Linked DNA regions of Ovis aries: region 1 is linked to region 2. The links are chromatin contacts, called in public Hi-C maps. All regions are on one chromosome and are shown on one strand. Each heading gives the region's core, a stretch centred on a gene start, on an enhancer-like site or on the middle of the called end of the contact. The rest is flanking DNA. Distances are from core to core; before and after follow the strand shown. Region 1 holds the start of HBP1 (HMG-box transcription factor 1). Region 2 holds the start of CCDC71L (coiled-coil domain containing 71 like).

Region 1 (4,191 bases), core at 1,377-3,876, 460 kb before region 2:
CCTCCCTGGGATTCTCCAGGCAAGAACACTGGAGTGGGTTGCTACTGCCTTCTCCTCAGTCACTGCTGCCCAGTGCTAAATACATCTATACAAAGGTACTGTCAATATAAACAGTACACAAGATAAGTCACTGCACAAAAAAACTTGAATCTTTACATCATGTGTAACAACCTGTGAGAAGTTTTTCTAAACTACCAGTAACTTTAGAGAAGAAAATTATTTTTTCTAATTTACAGAAAATGACAGTTAATATGATATGAAATACCAAAGTAAATGCAGGTCGAAATATGAAAGGTATACGATTACTGTTGATGAGCTAGGCACAAACAAGAATATAAAATATCATTAAGAGAATATTATTTTTCCTGAATTTTTTAATATACAAAGTATTTGTCAACTTAAAAATATCTGGTGTGATTTCTCATTCCAGGTAAATATTCACTTTCATAATTAAAAGATAATACATGTAAAATACCTGGCATCGTTTCATTAACATGGTACTAACTTAGTGAATGGCAGAAAAAAGAAGTACTAATATTTTCATTTCAAACAGAAATAAGGAGACGAGCTGGCTTCTCCCCCATAAAGCCCAGGTTATTTGCACTGAGCACTTAGGTAGTGAGGAAACGGTCCGGAAAAAATTAAAATACAGTGGCGGAAACAACTCTTAAAGTGATAGTACCATTTTTGAAGTCTGAGAAGCAGGCATTGTGAAACATGGAAAAATGTGGGAAATCCCGGGAGAAGGTTACTTTGAACTAAGGGGAAGATTTTTCTAAGCTGAAAAAGGTAACTGGGGGACCAGTGGTTCGGGCTCCGTACTTCCTCTGAAGGGGGCAAGGGTCTGATCCTTGGTAGGCGTGGCCGGGGAGCCAAATAAATAAAATCTTTAAATTTTTTATAAGTAACTGGGCTTACAAAACTAAGTAAAATGGAAACCAGGAAGTGAAATAAAAATTTCACCCTATAATGTACTGTCAATTTAGAATTTAAATATTTTGTTTTGGTTTCCTCAAAAGTATAAAACAGCTCCAAAATGTACTGGGTGTATTGAATTCTTTTGACTATAATTAAAATCTCCTTAAAACTTTGTCAACTATTACCTACTCAGCAAGAACTGAGGACTTCAATCGTGGAAACTCAACAGTTGACCCTAGTACTCAGCAAGTTAAATCGGAAAACAGCAGAAACAGTAACAACAAAAAGCAGAGACTGAAAGAACTAGCAGTACATTATAAATTTATTATCAGTAGTTAATAGAAAAACATTTACAAATGTTACAACTATTCTAGTTCTCCAAACGTAACTTTAATTTCACTAAATCATTGTTAGGAATCACCTGTTACTGCTAGTTAGAGGGAAATAAATCTATAGCACTCAGTCGGAATTGTTGGTAGGACTCCAACACTTCCTGGTATACACACAACTGACTTTTAACCTCCTCCCTTAGCATCACTGGCTCCCAGAATTAAAGACTCTTGAGTGTTTCCCTGCAGTCAGAGCTTCCTTTACAAAAGATTCTTGCTGAAAACTCCTAAAGAATTAACTCTAGGTGATGTGTTCAAAAGAATGCACGGCGGCAAGCGAACTCCCCTAGACAGCATGCAGCGTTTGAAGGAGCTACAAAAACCCGGCCCCGGCAGTCGATTTCGCTAGTCGTCTTTTTTGTTTTAATCCGCCTGGGGCAGCAGCATAGGTTGGAAGGCGGAGACTGAAATCGCCTGCCAAGCCTCGATCTCGGTCACACAGAGGCAGTGCCTCCCGGTTCACGCCAAGTCCATCCCCCACCCTCTTTCGCCATTCATCGCGTTCCCCTCCCCTCCCCCCATCATGTGACCGCAGCCTGGACTCCAGGCTTGTTTTTCCCCTCGGCTCAACTCCACCGCGCAGGCGCCAAGGAGTCCATTCATTCGAACTGCGTAACAATGAGCCCCGGGGCCCAAGGGCTCCGCGAGCTTCCCAGTTCGGCCCGAGCCCCTCTCGGCCCCCGAAGAGGCGGCGCCTCACAGGAGTCCTCCACCCGCGGCCGGCCGCCCACCCCGGGCCAACCTCCGACCCTCCGCCCACTCGCGGGGAGTTGAAGTCAAACTTTCCTGGGCAGCCCCAGAGTCGCGTCGGCCCCCTTTCCCCCGCCCAGGCCCGCCCCATCTCCTCACCCGGCCCGGCCACCCACCGCGCCACCCGGCCCAGAGCGCCGTCCTCGCAGACGCCTCCCAGCCCTCGCCCCAAGACCCCCACGGACCGTGCCGACGCGAAGCCCAGGTGAGCTCGCGGGAAGCGCCAGTCCGGTGGGTTCGCCGCAGGCCGGTATCGGACGGTTAACTGCCCCCGCCGTCAGGAAGAGGACAGCCGACCCGAGTTCACCCGGCCGCCAGATACCCTCGGGATCCTGCCCCTCCCTTCCCCACCCCCACCCCTTCCCGAACAGAAAGACAACAAACCGCCGCGGAGTATAAGCAGCCCCGGCGCGGGCCGCCCCGGCCGCGACAACACCACCAGCAACTCGCGTATCCTCTCTACAACTGACGCCGGCCTCCCCCGGGCGCATTACTGCTCCCGCCGCCGCTCTTAGTCCTCCACCGAAACTTTCCTACTTACCAAACCCGTCGCCATTACCAAGTCTTTCAAGCTTCGTCTTCCCCCTCCCCTCAAACCCCAGGGGGGTTGAGCCTCCGCCCAGCTCCTTCGCCTTCTTATTGGTCCGCCGCACTGCCATTCGATCGTTTCTCCTTCCTATTGGTTGGTACCGTGGTCCGTCTCGGTGGGCGGGCTTGTGTTGACTTTTGCGTTGTCTTTATTGGAGAAGACGGAGTGTCAATCACCAGGGTGAGGGCTTCGGATTGGATTGCTGCCGAGACTCCCGGGACTCCAGCCAAACGTTGCCCCCGAAATGGGTTGTGGGTTCGTAGTCTGGGTCTGGCTGTGTTTCTCTCCGAGACTGCACGTCGGAGTAACGGGTTGGACTACATTTCCCAGAAGTGCGTGCACGGTGCAGTCTTGATAGTAAACAAGAGTCATAGGGACACGTGTATCAGCTCGTTTGTTTTGGTGTCTGGGACAAAAAGGAGGGGGCGGAGGAAGGGAGTGTTTTAAAGCTTTGGCTTCTTCTCTTCCTCTGGGCCTGTGCTAGCACTCAGAGCAGCCTCAAGCCTCTCACAGCACCCATTCCGGGCCATAAACCACCAGAGTCGCTCGCAGCTCAGAATTTGGCAAGAGGCCAGGGTATTGTTTTAGTGCGAGGGGAAGGAGATGACTGCACAAGCGGAAGCAGTGCTGCCTCGAAGGGGACCCAGTCACCCAGAAATCACGGCCCCAGGCATGATGGGGATAATAAAGGTGGCGCTTGGGTCCAGTGGGAAGACTTAGCATTCCTTTATCCTGAGCCTGGCTTCGCCCCTCCCTGGACAGCAGCTTGAGGTTTCTCTGCGGACTCTGTTCAGTTCACCCGAGATTTTTTGAATGCCGGCTGCGTGCCAGGCACCGAGAGGCTTGGGGATGAACAATGAGAGAGAAGCTCGGAGGTCTGGACAATTTACAAAACTGTGAAGCGGGAGGTAGGGTCATTACTGTTGACTTAGGAATTGAGGAAAGGCAAATTGATGTTTTCTATATTTGACCAGCTTACTCGTTGTTTAAGGTAATACGGAGGGGTATAATGTGTGACTTAAACTGATGTAATTTGTGAATCGTTATCAGGGTTTCCTGGTGAGTTTCAGTTTAACCACTTTTCCTCTCCAGAGGTCTTCCCATTGATGAAAGAATGTCTTCCTACTTTGTTTCCACTAGGAGTTCCTCCTCAAGTTACTAATTCTCTGACTCAAAGAGAGGAGAATGGCTTCTCTGGCATTATAGTTACCTTCATTCCCATTACAAAGGCATTATTAAGCTTTTTTCCCTTTGAACTTTTAGTGTTTAGTCATTTAAGCTATGCTTTAGGTTTTATATCTTTAGATCACTGTATTATGTTTAAGAGGAGGAAAACATACTAGGGAGAAATCTATAAAGTAAAACTTTTGGAAAGGAGCCTTAAATCCTTGCTGGTGATTCCTCTAAAACCCCTACTTTTCTGGAATTTTTAAATCTGAAAGCCACGGAACAAATAAGGAAATCCAAAGTAACTTTCCTATACTGAAACAAGTTTTCAAATTCTTTTAGGGATTCCCTGTTTGAATCCTTAAAGGGAATTATAAA
Region 2 (4,351 bases), core at 1,719-4,218:
AAATTATTTTATAGAAGTGGAATCTTATAGTGCAAGTTCTGGATAGCAAAGAGATATATGTTATTTTTAATTTCTCTAATCACTTTATTCTTTTTGGTTTCATTTTTAAACTACATAAATTATAAACTACATTTTAAACTGCATAAATGCAGAAAATATACACATACAGCTAATTTTTTGTTCTGTATGTTCTTATTATTTACCACTATCAGATATAGGATGGACGCATCATTCTCCTTGAGAGGTAAAGGAATAAACTCAGCATTTTGAACAGTGTTTCCTCAAGAACAAGATTTTAATTTTCAATAAAATTAAATAAATTTAATTGTAACTTTCCAAAAACTTTGTAGTGTCTTAGGAGAGTCTCAGGAACTAAAAGAAATTATGTGTAAATTTTACTCACTTCTGGAGAATAGATAAGTACCATTTGTAGGACTATTTAAGCTAATCAAAAGGTGGAGGCAGGAAGAAATGTAAAAATAAGAAACAGAAATCAAACAATGCAAAATTTAAAATTATACAATAATTTAAGCATTTGACATGATGTTAATTCCTAAAAATATTTCATAAAGGTATTGTTTGGTTTAAGTAAATTAAATAAGTATGTATTATAAAATGAACTTTTGAATGCTCTACAATTTGTTGAGACCTATGTTTCCTTAGTATGAGAATAGTCGTATAAGATTTATCCTTTCAATCGAAATCAATTCTGTAAGTTTGTATAAATGTCTGGTATATTTATGTAGCAAATGACCCTAAGCGTTTCCATACTTGAGAACCCTAAGTACTTAAAACAGGATTAACATGAGAGGGAAGAAATATCAAGACAAGAAGCTAGGAGTACATAAATCCTTATTTTTCTTTCACTATGAAGTCCCTTTACCATTCTGCTGGCTTACTCTATGAGATTTTCTATGTCTGTCTTGCAGGGGCATTCCATTGGAAGTTACACAAATTTCACATTAGTATGTGTTCCCAAAATTACCAACAGAACTAATTGTGATGTAAAGAGTTGTAATATCATTTCTTTATAAGGACTTAGGAAGCCGATAATTGGCTCCATAATCTTGTTCTGAGATCACGATATGCTTTTCTAGGAAACTGATTTTCTCTTCAGAAAGTGACCATGATTTAGGTAGGTTGAGAACTGGTCCTCTGGTAGGAAGCTTGGTTTTTGCATAAACCCAGTGCATGGACAAGATGCTGTGCTACAGAGAAGCAACTTTCAAAATATTTTTATTTTTTATTGAAATTAAACAAAATCTGGTTCTAAGAAAATATAATCTATAAGTCCAGTATACTGGACAGGTTAAAAACTGCTCAATTCTGGGAGGAGCCGGAAGTGGAATCAGGTGAACAGCCTGTTCCTTGGTCACTCCACTCTTACATAAAGCATTTTCTATTGAATCTCTTTGAGTCTGAGCAGTACAATTTGTAAAATCTCTATTGAAAAATAAAGATCACTAAGATTAGGAATCCAAAGACCTAAACTATAGTCCTATTCCTACAATCAAGAAGCCTTATTACCTAACCTCTGTGGATCCAAATTTCCTCATCCATGAAATAAGGAGATTGAACTAGGTGTCTTTTAGCTCAAATATTCGAGGGAACCAATAGCAGCTGTGTGTGAATCACAAAACTCTGCTCTATCAGTTTTCTACTGCAAAATAAAGTGCTCACTCAGGGGTAAAATTTGCATGTCTACCTCACAGTTCTAACTCTTAGGAGTGTTTTTTTTTTTTTTTAAACCTTAAAACTTTAATGGAGTTAAGAAAAAACCTGAAATGTAAAATGTGCGATTGTCTTGTTCTTAGCAATTTGAATACATGTTTCGCACATCAGTATGTTTTTCATTGGTTCCCTCAGCACAAATAGAGTGCCCACTGTCTGACAGGTGCTGAACTAAGTATTGAGGATGGAAAAGATGACAGAAGACTGTGCATTACTCTATAAACATTCAATCCCCTCCTCTCAATACAAAAGGTGATGGGGTCTTAACAACCTGTTCTTTTCAATAGAAACCTTTTGATTGTGAAACTGCATCCTTTCTCTGCGCTAGAGATGGTACTGCAAAGGAACATACTAAAACTAAATGAAACGTGAAGTGCACTCATTTAAAACCAACTGTATATTTAAAAATGATATTTTCTGTAAGGACAATGGCTTTGTTGTAATTGATCTTTGATCAACTTGAGCAAAGTTCTATGGGTATTATAGGCTTTACTTTCCTGATAAGCAGAGCATCTTTTACATGGGAAGATGGTTCCATTGTCTAGAAGGAGACTATGCCACTGACAGAGTCCGTATTATCTGAAAGATTCTGGATTACTAGCGTTGCTTGACATGGATTGGGGTCAAAGTGGGTAAGAGTTGGATGAAGATGCAAAAGAGGCCTCTGAAGGTTCAGAAGAGAATTGTGGAAGGCCCATTCCCTCTAGACTTACACCCAATTTCCCCTTCTGTGATACAAACTACACCTTTGGGTAGGTCTCCCTTTGTTATTCAGACTGGTAGACCTCCCAGCTCAATCCATAAATGCACATCCACTCATTCCGAGAGTAGAGTGACTCCCCCCAAAGTGGAGCTGATGTCCACTCTAGACAAGGCACCTTCCACATGTACCTACCCAACTGTTGACTCGTGTCCAAGAGCCACCATCACCCACCCCAGCACCATCTTCCAGGAACTGGCCTCTCCCCCATCAGTCCCCGCCCTCTTCTGAGAGCACCCAATGGGTGGAGTCGGGGCTGCAGTAGGAGGGGCCAAAGGCGGGCACATTTAAAGAAAGGCAGAGGGCGAAAGGAGGCAAGAGAGGAGAAGAAAGAGAAACCAGGGGGGCGAGGCGCCGTCCAATGACAAAGCCCAGGGGTGGGCGCCGGCCGCCATCTTGTACCGGGCGGCAGGATCTTCACCCGCGTCCTCCGCCCTCGGAGGGGGAGGGGCAGCGGCGGCGGAGGCGAGAAAAGTAGCGAGAGACGCGCCGGGCGGGAGGTGCCAGCAGCGGCCGGCGCCGCGGAGCCAAACACCGGCGGGGACGGCGGCGGCGGGACCCGGCGAGCGCGGGCGGCCCCGAGCGGCCTTCGATGCGGCGCAGCGTGAAGAGGCGGCGGCGCCGGCCCCCGGCGGCCCCGGCCGCGGCCGCCCGGGGCGGCGGCTTTAGGCTGGGAGGAGGGGCCGGTCTGGAGGCGCGGGAGGAGAAGGTGGTGTACTCGCGGTCGCAACTGTCGCTGGCCGACAGCACCAAGGCACTGGGCGACGCCTTCAAGCTGTTCATGCCCCGCAGCACGGAGTTCATGAGCTCGGACGCGGAGCTCTGGAGCTTCCTCTGCAGCCTCAAGCACCAGTTCTCCCCGCACATCCTGCGCAGCAAGGACGTCTACGGCTACTCCTCTTGCCGGGCACTCGTCCCCGAGCCCCCGGGGGGCCCCGCCGCCCGCGGCCCGACGCGCAGGCCTGCCCCGAGCGCGGCGGCCAGGAGGAGGCGCCGCGGAGCCCGGGCGCCAGCCGCTCGCCGGAGGAAGCTGCCGCCGCCCCCGCCGCCGGTCCCCGAGGAGAGCTGCCCGGTCAAGCCCGCGGACCCGGAACCCTGCTTCGGGGGCCGCACCCTGGAGGAGATCTGGAGGGCGGCCACCCCGACGCTGACCACCTTCCCCACCATCCGCGTCGGCGGCGACGTGTGGAGCGAGCGCAGCCTGGCGGCGGCACGGCGTAGAGCGCGCCAAATCCTGCGAGTGAACCTGGAACCCGTGGTGAGGCTCCGCCGCTTCCCGGTGCCCCGGGCATGACGCGCGGACCGCGTCACCCTCCCAGACCGGGACGGAGCTCCCGCCCGGAGGGATGGACAAGTGTCAGTCGAGTGTTTACAGATCCGGCCAGGACCCCGTCCCCTTACGCACTTTACGGGCGAAGAAGTCACCGGATGGTGTTCCCGGGCCCGCGGCACCGCCGTCTGGAACTCCGGGGCAGGTGCGCCCTCCACCCCCTCCCAGTGCGGGGCAGCAGAGGAGACCGCGGGACCCGCGGGGGAGGGCCGTTTGCTTCCGTACCCGGGACTGAGACGTCTCCAGGACTGAAGGGGCAGATCCGTTTTCTCCCTTTGGACTCTACCTCACTGGTCTGGAAGTCCTCCGAAGAAGTCGTTATTTTTTCCAAAGGAATTTGGTTTCGTGCTTGTGTAATAAAGCCAGAATCTACTTGCTTTTTACCCCGCCCTATCCCGGCCTCCTTCCCACCCCTTACCCCCATTTTTTTCTTTTCAACTGCCACCCCTCTTTCTGGACGATAGATCGAACCTGTTTTGTGCTGTTGTTGCACCCGTTTGTGCTCAGGGTATTCTGAATCCCACTCGTTT

What was found. Hi-C and Micro-C count contacts between places; a contact is called where the count stands out from the background.
Region 1: a contact with region 2 is called in a Hi-C map of liver, with 3 times the contacts expected there. The contact joins the promoter of HBP1 here to the promoter of CCDC71L in region 2. A contact is called at or near these places in 2 of 16 Hi-C or Micro-C datasets (liver and muscle).

What each region holds. Positions count from the first base shown.
Region 1 is chr4:49,783,591-49,787,781 of ARS-UI_Ramb_v3.0, reverse strand. HBP1 (HMG-box transcription factor 1) reads right to left here and starts at 2,626. Exons shown (of 11, transcript XM_042248527.2): 1 at 2,442-2,626.
Region 2 is chr4:49,320,406-49,324,756 of ARS-UI_Ramb_v3.0, reverse strand. It overlaps CCDC71L (coiled-coil domain containing 71 like), which reads left to right and starts at 2,968. Exons shown (of 1, transcript XM_027958706.3): 1 at 2,968-4,351. The coding sequence starts at 3,084. The coding sequence ends at 3,785.